Linked DNA regions of Mus musculus: all the other regions are linked to region 2. A link is a contact called in public Hi-C and HiChIP or PLAC-seq data. All regions are on one chromosome and are shown on one strand. Each heading gives the region's core, a stretch centred on a gene start, on an enhancer-like site or on the middle of the called end of the contact. The rest is flanking DNA. Distances are from core to core; before and after follow the strand shown. Region 1 has its middle 48 kb from the start of Gm39724. Region 2 has its middle 94 kb from the start of Gm34177. Region 3 has its middle 28 kb from the start of Gm33973.

Region 1 (3,814 bases), core at 111-2,610, 560 kb after region 2:
GCTTTTTCTCTATAGCCAATGACTGACAGCATTTCAGTGCTAAAGATTATCCATCATTATCAAAGCTGCTGTGACAGAGCGGACCTTCGCCTGGGAGTCCAAAATGGAGTCCCTATTACTCTGTGATGAGCCTTGATTTTCATTTTATCTTTCTATTATACATCTATCCTCTTTCACTTAGAACAAAGAGATCTTCCACCTTCCATTTGCCTCACTAGCACCTAGGCCTGGCTTTGCATGTGTCTACTACAGCTGGGAGAAAGTGGTTTTCAAACCAGGACCGATGGCATTGTGTCCGGAGTCCACGGGAAACCCAGACAAGTCCAAGAATTGCAAAGTCCACTGCAACTCCCAAAAGAGTCTTTTATTGTTCCACATTGGAACTCGGATTGCCTGCCTCGAACTCACTGAGTGAATGCTGGCAAGCAACCCTGAGTTCAGAAAACACTGGGTTTATATACGGTATAGTTATGAATGTTCACAGAAAAGGGGAGTAAAGGGCTGTAATCATTTGGTGGAAAGGTACAGAAGTGGGAGGGGGTTAATGGGTGTCTGTTCAGGGACTAACTTCATAGCCAGTCATAACTGTCTCTGACCTGACCTCTGATTTCCCTTGAGCTTGTGATTTTTCTAAGGTCTCAAGGACAAGCACCCTGAAGAGTTCGGCTGTTTATCAAGAGTGTTGGAGACAAAAAGGCGGGGAGGATGTCTCAAGCTGTCCCCTCAAAATGTCTTCATTTAGGGGGAGTTTGATGGGTAGTGCCATTCTAACAATAGGGGAGGGGCCAAGGAGGAGTAGGCTTGCTGCAGGGGTGGGATGGTGGTGGTGGTGGCAGGGAACACAGAGGCAAACTGTACACACACTCAAGTCTCTCTAGTATCATTAATTTGGGGGTTACAACAATGGCAAGTTGGTGGCATGAAGGGAATCTGCACTTTGGGATGGGACCACTTTTTGTGCAGATGTTTCTATAACCCCAGACTCTCTACAGGACACTGCATGAGGGTAAGGTGGGAAAGCAGATCTCTTCTAAAGGAAACAGTTTTGTCTGTCAATCCCAGTTAAGATCGTTTCTGAGGCCTGCACTGCAGTTCTGTTTACTCTTCCCATGTATAAAATAGCTTTAATTTGAAATTACAAGTAAGAACACAAACCACAGGAATGTAGCACAGGCATTGTCACGCTTAGGAGGTAAGTAGAAAGACAGCCAGGAAGAATCCCGAGTCACCAAGCTCCAGTGAAATCAAAACGAAGTTGGGTGCGAGAGAGCGCTAGAAAAAACGTTAAGATTTCCTGCAAGTGGCTCCTCCTCACACCACACCACCAAATACTTAAGCTGTGATGCAAGCTGATAACATTTGGCACTCGCAGGGGTTTCTCAGTTTTGCAGTTTCCATGCAAACTCTGATTAATCCTGACAGTGCTCCTCAGAGAGCTGCTGGCCTGGAGCCAGACGAAGTGTGCGCGCCCTCACGTTGATTGCATAAGTTCACACAACAACCAATCCTTCTCTCCACAATTTCCCATCATCCATGGCTTAAATTCTCATGACAGATTTTAGGCAAACTCGCCTCTTCAAACTGTCCCTCTGTTCAAACTGTCTCCAGCCCCAACCCCAGGATCATGTCTCCCCTCGGAGTTCACTGGCTTCGGTTTTATATTCAAACATATTCCAGGATTCCCATCTGAGCCCGAAGAAAGTTTAATGGTCCCTGACTCCAACATTCTCCTGTGTGGGCATAAACCTCCATTTGTGTTCATAGAGTGATAGTACAACTACCCATCCTTCATCGCCTTTCCCTCCCTCAAAATAAGAAAATTGAGGCAAAACCAAACACTCAAAAAAAAAAAAAAAAAAAACTATTTGTTCACTAAAAGAAAAAATAGGAAACTCAGGAGACCTAAAACACAGCTCTGTCTCACTGTCACTGTGACTGGGATGAAGCACCCTGACAAATAGGGAAGATTTGTGTCTTACAACTTCAGGTTACTGTTTATCATTGAAGTTAGGGAGGCAGGAGCTTGAGATAGCCAGTCATGTCATATATACGGCAAAGACCAGGGAAAACTAGACACAGTCACACTGCCAGCTTGCTCTATTCAGCTAGCTTTCTTTACTTGTACAGTCCAGCCTATAAATGATGCCACCTCCACTTAGGGTGTTCCTTCCCAAACTTTGCTAACCAAAGCAATCAAGATAACCCCCCAGAGACATGCCCACGGGCCAATCTGATCAAGGCAATTTCTCCTTCAGGCTCCCTTCCCACGTGCTTCTAGGTTGTGACATGTTGATGTTTTTTTTGGTTTTTTTTTTTTTTTTTGGTTTTTTTTTTTATTACGTATTTTCCTCAATTACATTTCCAATGCTATCCCAAAAGTCCCCCATACCCTCCCCCCCCCCCACTTCCCTACCCACTCATTCCCATATTTTGGCCCTGGCATTCCCCTGTACTGGGGCATATAAAGTTTGTGTGTCCAATGGGCCTCTCTTTCCAGTGATGGCCGACTAGGCCATCTTTTGATACATATGCAGCTAGAGTCAAGAGCTCTGGGGTACTGGTTAGTTCATAATGTTGTTGCACCTACAGGGTTGCAGATCTCTTTAGCTCCTTAGATACTTTCTCTAGCTCCTCCATTGGGGGCCCTGTGATCCATCCAATAGCTGACTGTGAGCATCCACTTGTCCCACCATTCCTCAAGGAAAGTTTAAAACTCAAGTGAGGTGTCCTTATTTGTAAAACACTAGACCATCTATGTTTAAATATATAAGTCAGATCTTCTATCACCACTTACTAACAAAGAGAAAGATAAATGCGTAGTTGTATTAAATCACTGGTGAGGGAGGGAAGGTGCCTAGTGAGTAAGAGCTATCGGTGTACAAGCATGAGAACATGAGTTCAAATCCCCAGCACTCAGGTAAAGAGTTGGTCACAGCCATACATACCTACAACCCCAGCAGTATCAGGGGCAGAAATAAGAAAATCAGTGAATCTCGCAGACTCCCAGCCAAGTTAAGTGGAAGAGCCTGTCTCAAAAGGAATAGAGTGAGAGGTATCAGAAGAAGACACCTGACACACTGTCCTCTAGCCTCTACAAGGAGGCCATGTAAGTATTCCCACACACATATAACACACACACACAAACAAACACACACACACGTACATATAACATACATACACACACAGGTACATATAACACACATACACACACACACATGTACATATAACACACACAAACACATACATGTACATATAACACACATACACACACATGTACATATAACACACATACACACACGTACATATAACACACATACACACACACGTACATATAACACACATACACACACATGTACATATAACACACACAAACACACACATGTACATATAACACACATACACACACACGTACATATAACACACATACACACACACATGTACATATAACACACAAACACACACATGTACATATAACACACACACACACACACACACACAAAAGCTTCTGTTCCCCTAACCCGAGTGTGTTCTGGCTCTGCTAGGAATTAACCTAATCTGTTTCTCAGTGCGCCTGGGTCTATGGGGCCTCCCTCTCATTCGGCCTCATTTCTGATGAATTAATTAGATAGCTGAAATCAGCTAAATGAAATGCCCTCCCCCACAAACCTATCTTAAAATACCTATGAAACATCTAAGGTAGTATTTTCATATGCCCAACGATGTGGAGGGGAAACCCCCAGAAGAAAGATGAAAGCCCCAGTAGAATTATGGCAAAGCCAATCAAATGGAGACAATTACCTCCCCAAACCACATG
Region 2 (3,620 bases), core at 228-2,727:
GGTCTGCTACCCTCAAGGGTGAGGACAAGGGAAACTCGGGAAGGAAGGAGAATTGAAGCGCTCTTCCTCGGTGTTTCTTTCTCTGCCTTCTGCTTATCCCGAGCAATCCCACTGGCTGTGACACTCTGGGAAGAGTCAAAGGCCTTTGCAACCGTGCAGTGTAGGTGCTCTGACTGAGCTGGTGCAGCAGCCAACCGCGATGTCAGTAAAGGGCTTGCTTGCCTTATAAGCATGAGGATTAAGTTCAACCCCTCAGAGCCCATATAAAAAGCCAGGCATGGTGGTGTCTGCCTGCGATGTCTGCTGGAGAGGAGACAGGCAGAGTCCTGGGGATTGAGGAGATAGAGACAGGCAGACCCTGGGGTTTGGGAAGGTGGAAGCAGGCAGAACCACAGGTTTCCAGCACCAGCCAACCTTACCTCCCTGATAAGTTCCAGGCCAGTGAGATGTCTCAAAACCAGGTGTATGACATCAGAGGAATGACAGTGAGATCTGACCTCTCCAGACCCACACTCACACTGTTGTCTTAGCTTAAAGACCTGAACAGTAACGGAAGTGACTGTGAGCCTTCCAAACCCAAGCCTTAACAGTCACTAAAATCTGCATTGTCCCCTCAGCAACATCTATAATGACCATTGGCTCCCTCCTGCTGCTCAGATTTGTCTCTAACAGGATGACACGTGCATTTCCTTAACAACGTGCTTCTCTTAGTTCTTGTATTTGCTGTGTGTCTGCGGAGAAATCGCTCGCGTCTCTGGGCTTCAGTTCTTTGAACACACTGGGAGTATATATCTAGCCTATTTGATTGGCATGATTATTTTGAGGATCTGATGGTGTGTTCTAGACCAAACAACACACGTTTTCTTCCATATGTGGGTTCTTCGTGTGGCAGGCACATAGAACCATATATGTACTGATGATGTGAAAGTGGAGGTGAAAGTCTTTGGGGAGCAGAGAGGGGTTCACAGGAGTGAGAAGGCAAGAAACACTGCAGGCAGCAGGTGTTGAATTGTCCCAGAGGTCCAGTTTCCTCATCTATGTGACTCCAGGGCTGGCTGCAGACATGCTGACCTCCCCCATCTCTGTCGGCACAGGGCACATGTCGGCCTACCCCTCCTTGTTCACTTCTGTGCATCCCTCTGACCATGGATTCTGACAGGACTGTATCTGGGTATCCATCCTTTTCCATTTCTCCTGTTGAACCAGGAAGTAGATTCTCCCCAGCTGGAAAGCGCTTCCTTTCTCTTTTCAGGAAGTGGCCTGAACTCAATCTCTTCACCCCTTTCACTCTCATGGCTAATTCTAGAAGGATCCTGAATGTGCGCACCTCCGTGGGGTAAAGGCGGTCCATAAGGACGCCCTTTAACTCCTCTGACTACCAGATTGTGGGCTCACTGGGGCCCCTGGCCTGCCTGACGGGTCCTTTCAACCTTCCTCCGAGGGCCAGTCTGTGACTGCACAGAAGAGGGCGCTCTTGTGCAGAGCCGGGACTGGCTTGCCGGGAGGAGTTTCCCGGTTCCTGTTAAGCCTGTGACCTCTGCTGAGGATATTAGATAAAAGGGATCATCACCACTGCCTGCATGTTCTGCAAAATGCAGACAAAACCCGCCAAACTGATAAAATGTTAGGGAACGCCTGGCGAGGCGGAAGGCTGCTCTCCCATCTTCCTGTCCTCCAATGGTCTGAGAGGATGCGGCCAGCTTTTATCAGCTTCCTCCCCTTCCAGCACGCTCACCTCTGTGAAAACCATCAAAGAATGGGGATAAAAACAGTCGTGTGTTTGTTCCAGAGTCTGAGGACTGCTCTCGCTGTTTTGGAAATTACTTACCAGGAACTCATTTTGTCAAACAGACATTTACTGAAAGCCGGGTGTTCAGCTTTTTGACACTTTCAGGAGCAGGCTTCAAGCTCCTTCCTTGCCTGGGCTCTGCTTCCCTCTCTAGTCTAGTTTCCCGATAATTGCCTGTGCGCTGGTTCTTCCCGCCTCCGGCTTTATTGTCACATTCCCATTTTGCTAGAATTATTTTTCTGGCTCCTTTTTTTATTATAATCTTCAGAGCTCAGCATAAATGTCATGTTCTCAAAGATTTTCCCGGGTGTATGCAGTATTCAGAGTTCCACGGATAGGGAAAACAAGAGGAAATGGACAGAGGGATGGAAGATAGACTGATAGACTTATATGATATTGGCATACATTCAAGATATATATGCTATATACAGATAAATTAGTATTGACATGTTCAAGATACATTGAGTGTATGTTCCAGGAATAATATGAAAATACACACACGGTAAAGAGATAGGTTATTTATTTGTGTCTCTTTCTCTCCATAAATGTGTGTGTGTGTGTGTGTGTGTGTGTGTGTGTGTGTGTGTGTGTTGTACTTACAGAGGCTAAATCCTAATGTACACAGGAGGCAAACTGGAAACCCTGGAGAACCGACGGTGTGCTTCTGGCCCAGCTGTTATTGTCTATTCTCATCAATATTCAGAGACTGATTTCCCAGCTGATTTCAAAGAGGCCGAGGGAAAGGGAAAAGGGGAGGGAGAGAGAGAGGAGAGGGAGAGGTAGGGAGGAGGGAGAGGGAGGGGGAGAGACAGACAGGGAGACAGAGACGGGGGGTGAGAAACAGAGAGACAGAGAGAGACAGAGAATGCTCCCTTCCCCAGCTTTTGTGTTCTGCTCAGACTGTCCATAGGTTGAATGAGGCTCTGCTCCATTTGTAATCTGTTAACTCATGCTAGTGATTCAGGCTCAGTTGTTAAAGGTGCTCCACGGTACAGTGGTGACCCGAGTTTGAGAGCCTAGACTGACATGGTGAAAGAAGAGAACTGACTCCTCTGGCCTTCATATACACACCAAATTAATAAGTTTCTCTCTCTATCCCCGGAGCTTAGGAAACCACAACTCTTCCAGTATACATTTGAACAAAATAAATACAGATTTTAAAGAGAAGGGAGAAGTAAAAGGCAAGCTTTATTTTGTTTGTTTGTTTGTTTGTTCTGATCTGTTCTGTTCTGCCTAAAGTGTTGAGGACCAAACCCAGTCCTCACATTTGCTAGACCAGTGATCTACCACTGAACTACACTCCCAGCCCTGGGTACTATTAATAGATGCTTATGACAATGTGAAGAACAATAGCCCTACTCTTTCTGGAAGTTAGGAAAGGCTTTGAAGTGAGGCATTAGAACCGTGGATGGCAAGCCCAGCAGACAATGGAGCACGATGGAATAGGAGCAAGATTTGAAGAACAGGCCAAACAGTGTGGGCTATTGTATGAGCTTTGGGGATTGATGTTTGCATAAGTGGTTGGAAAGTTAGGGCGCTGGACAACGAACCCTGACTGAGAGAGTCTTGCCTACAGCTGCAGATTTTACTCAACTCATTAGAAACTGGGATGTCAGTAGAAGGCTTGAAATAGAGCCATTCATTTTAGCAGAGAAGACAGAGCCTGGCACGAAGGAACCCATTGAGAAGCACTTATTCATTGAGAGACAGAAGATGAAAGAGTATCAGAGCCTTCAGCATGACCAACCAGGCTCCGACACAGACAGAGCCCCAGCCCTTCCCCAGGTAGGTAGACTTTCTGGGAGCTGATAGCTTGGTGGTGATCTGAAAG
Region 3 (3,485 bases), core at 639-3,138, 650 kb after region 2:
AATAGAGGTGACATTAGAGGTGTTCACAGTGAGAGGAGTGGAAACCAAAGGGCCTACAAAAGAAGCTGTGTTCAGCAAGTTTACAACACGGCCACTAAGTAATCAGAGTTATATTAAGGACGGCCTTTGTTTCTTCTTCATCTCTAAGGGGGAAAAAAAACTAAAGCTTTCTTTACTGAAGAGCAGAGTTTCTCTCAACATCAGCACCACTGACAGTTTGAGTCCTGACGTTCTTCTCTGGGGGATGCTCTTGGGCATTGGGGGATATTTAGCTGTGCTATCAGCCTTTTCTCTCTCTCAGGCACACCCATCGCACTGCCCATGCACTGTATGTATCTCAGGATAGCTATGGATGAGCTCCAAAGCTTGGACACTCAATGCCAGTGGTATCCTCACCATTGTCCTTTGCAGTCATGGCTGAATGTCTCCAGAAGACAACACCTCCCCTGGTTGAAGACTACTGCCATAAAGTATCTTTTGTGTATACATTAAGGATAATTTTAACAGTAGAGACAAAATTCACAGGGATAGACTCATAGCACAACTGTGAAAGTTTGCAGTTAGGTGACAGGATTTGTTTTCCAATAAATCAATATTGTGACAACCTCATGTGTGCTTATAGATAAGGCTGTTAGGCCCTCACCTATGATGATCTGGTCAAGGTACCACCTAAAGGCAGGAAGATGGAAGAAAAGACATCTTCACACTCTCCTAGCTCCAGAAACTTGTGACTGATAAGTGGAAGGTGAGAGTAGCCTTCCTGGTTAAGTAACATGACTAGTGTTTCTATTCCTTACAGAGTTCCAAAGAAAAAAGAAAAACCAAGAGAGAGTGTGTGGAAAATAGAGAGTCAGGAGACAGAGAAGAACTAGGGAATGGAGTCAAGAGAGGAGGGAGATACAGGCAGAGAGATAGAAGACAGAGAGAAGCAGAGGGAGAGGGAGAAAGCAAGGGAGGGAGAAGGAAAGAGCCAGGGAGCCAATCCTAGGATGCAGCTTATGTAGAAGGAGCCAGAAGAAATGTGATGGGGAGGCTGGCAGGTGCACAAGAGGTGGACCATTGTCCAAAGCTCTGGACAAGCTCATGCTATTGCTCCATCAAATACTGCTCAAGTACCAGAGGTCACAGGCTAGAATGGGTCTCCTCTGTACTTTGCAGAGCTCAGGCTAAATGTCCAGTGCTCCTCCTTTGTGTGAGTTTGGCATGATCTACAGGACAAAGGTCTAAGTCTCTTCTTTCTCTCCACCAGCACATTTCAAAGTAAACCTAAGCCACCTGCTTCTGCCCTGTCCACTCTACAGCCGCAGCATCGTTGAAGGAGATTCAGTTACCACCCAGAAAACTGCATGAACATCTGATGTGCCTCTTCAACGAGTTCAGGTCTTCCGTGGGGTTATTTTGTGAGCTGGATTTGTTTTAAACAATAAAAGTCTGGTTTCTCTTGGGAAAGGGAATTGAAGTGATTCTAGATAATGAGCCAAAGAGATTCCAAGCCTGGCAGAGGCCTCAATTATCTGATGAACATCTCACATGAAGGAAATTGGGTGGAACAGATCTGACATTTGAGGACAGTGTTCAGCAATGTGTCCCTATCATCCCACTGGGTAACACAGATGGAATGAAGACAATGTGTTCTGCATTCATCTTTCTGATCGATTTGTCTCTTTGATGGCAGAGGAGGCAACTACTGAAACCATAACTGGTTTTTATTCAAAATAAAAAGCAGGTGGAGAAGGAAGGAAGCAGCAGATAGATAGCCTATGAAAACAGAGTTTGTCAAACTGAGATGAAGCTGGGTAAAGAGCTGTTTCCCCACTAGACCCCGGGACAGCAGCTGCCCATCTCGTTCACTACCCTGGCCTGTTCCATTTTGTTAGCTTGGCATATAATTCGTGTCCCGGAGTAAACATTCAAAAGGGATTCTTGCAGCTGGGGAGATGACTCTACAGCTTAGAGAGCTTGCTGAACAAGCGTGAGGACCTGAGTTTGAATCCCCAGCACCCATGTTAAAACCTAGGTGTGGCCTCACATCCCTGTATCCCAGAGCTGTGGGGAAAGACAAGATCACTGCGTCTTGCTGGCTGCCATCCTAGCTCCACTAAAGTAAGATACCTGTCTCCAAGGGCTGAGAGTGATGGAGGATGACACTTGGATCTCCTCTGGCATCCATGCATTTGTAGATGTGCACACTCAAACACATGCACAGACTTCACACACATACACACAAAAACATGAGGACAGGATCTCATGTGCTCCAGTGTATCTTCAAGCTCTTTGTGTACACAAAGATAACTCTGGGCTCCTGATCCTCCTGCCTCTGCCTAAAAGCTGCGATGAAGGTATAAACCAGCAGGCTCATCTGCCATATTTAAAGTTAATTTCCCAAAATTTAAAATAACTGTAAATGTCTTTCTGGTTCAATGGCCTATAGTAGTAACAAATTAAGAAAAGAGAAATAGCCTGTAAGATGCATTTGCCCAGAAGAAACGGAGTCCGCCTAACAAGGTCTTTAACCTCAAAACAATCACCAATTACTGTGAATGCTGCTGGAGAGTGATGCCAAGGTTGATTCGCAAGCATCAACACAATGGAAACAGGTAGAGCTACATGCATAGAACCTTGCATGTGTCGAACACAAATAGTATTGATACGTGAAGAAATTACTAGACAGCCAATTTCTAGGAGTCATACAACAAATGTCCATTCTGATTATTTAAGTTTTAATTGCTAAATATTCCGAATGCAAAGGCCAGCAAGCTAACTCAGAGGGTGAAGGTGCTTGCAACCAAGACTGAGGGCTAAATTCAATCCCAGGGAGAGTCACATGGTGTGGGAGGAGAGAACCAACACTTGTAACTTGTCCTCTGATTGCTACATGCATGCTTACACACACACACACACACACACACACACACACACACATGAATATATTATATATGGTGATTATATAATATATAGTTATTGTATATATCAAATAATCACTATATATATTTTAATATTAACCATCTAAACTATTGTTGAGATTAATGTCAATGGGGAAGACAACAACTAAAATAAATTAATTGAACTGTGATTTAAAAAAAAAACAAAAAAACAAAAATCCTGAAACTTCTATAGGTGTAATTAAGTAGGAAAAAGAGAAAAAGAAAAAAAAGTCCTCAGAGGGGGATCCAGGTGGAGATGCTGAACAAGGTGGCCTCCTGGAAGGAGAGAGATATCCAGCAGCACAAAGCCCCCCAAGTAGGATGCAGGCTCAGCACACTTAAGGATGAGAGAGAGACTAGTGGGCAGACTAAGCAAAGGGAAAGATGGAAGGCATGAAGCCCAGAACATCTCCCATGAGGGTATGAATAGACAGTGGGGACAGGGCAGACCTCTAACTCTGAAAACAAATGAAAAGCCACCGCAGCAGGAGTTTGCAGCAGGAGTCAGCAATGCGGATGCTGTACTCCACACCAGCCCCCTTGTTGCTTTTCTAAGTTACC

The links. Hi-C and Micro-C count contacts between places; a contact is called where the count stands out from the background. HiChIP or PLAC-seq counts read pairs in DNA pulled down with a chosen protein or histone mark.
Region 1: a Hi-C map of the C2C12 cell line shows a contact between it and region 2, with 3 times the contacts expected there. The contact joins two enhancer-like sites. A contact is called at or near these places in 4 of 39 promoter capture datasets (the C10 cell line, cranial neural crest, frontonasal cranial neural crest and 1 more), 1 of 15 datasets of contacts at CTCF or cohesin (the NIH/3T3 cell line), 5 of 484 Hi-C or Micro-C datasets (the C2C12 cell line, adipose-derived mesenchymal stem cells, bone marrow-derived macrophages and 2 more) and 2 of 115 datasets of contacts at active chromatin or transcription factors (T-cell acute lymphoblastic leukemia and embryonic stem cells).
Region 3: an H3K27ac HiChIP or PLAC-seq map of VIP interneurons shows a contact between it and region 2, with 5 times the contacts expected there. The contact joins two enhancer-like sites. A contact is called at or near these places in 1 of 15 datasets of contacts at CTCF or cohesin (large pre-B cells), 1 of 484 Hi-C or Micro-C datasets (bone marrow-derived macrophages) and 2 of 115 datasets of contacts at active chromatin or transcription factors (VIP interneurons and embryonic stem cells).

What each region holds. Positions count from the first base shown.
Region 1 is chr1:183,677,662-183,681,475 of GRCm38.p6, reverse strand. No RefSeq gene overlaps it. Among named protein-coding and RNA genes, the nearest start is that of Gm39724, 48 kb to the right of the region's middle. Within about 2 kb of position 1,360, at least 51 of the 459 cell types and tissues checked have an H3K27ac peak or open chromatin away from gene starts, as enhancers often do. A contact at or near this core is called in the C2C12 cell line and pancreatic cancer cells, where this site is marked.
Region 2 is chr1:184,233,643-184,237,262 of GRCm38.p6, reverse strand. No RefSeq gene overlaps it. Among named protein-coding and RNA genes, the nearest start is that of Gm34177, 94 kb to the left of the region's middle. Within about 2 kb of position 1,477, at least 58 of the 459 cell types and tissues checked have an H3K27ac peak or open chromatin away from gene starts, as enhancers often do. A contact at or near this core is called in the C2C12 cell line, VIP interneurons and pancreatic cancer cells, where this site is marked.
Region 3 is chr1:183,579,769-183,583,253 of GRCm38.p6, reverse strand. No RefSeq gene overlaps it. Among named protein-coding and RNA genes, the nearest start is that of Gm33973, 28 kb to the right of the region's middle. Within about 2 kb of position 1,888, at least 1 of the 459 cell types and tissues checked has an H3K27ac peak or open chromatin away from gene starts, as enhancers often do. A contact at or near this core is called in VIP interneurons, where this site is marked.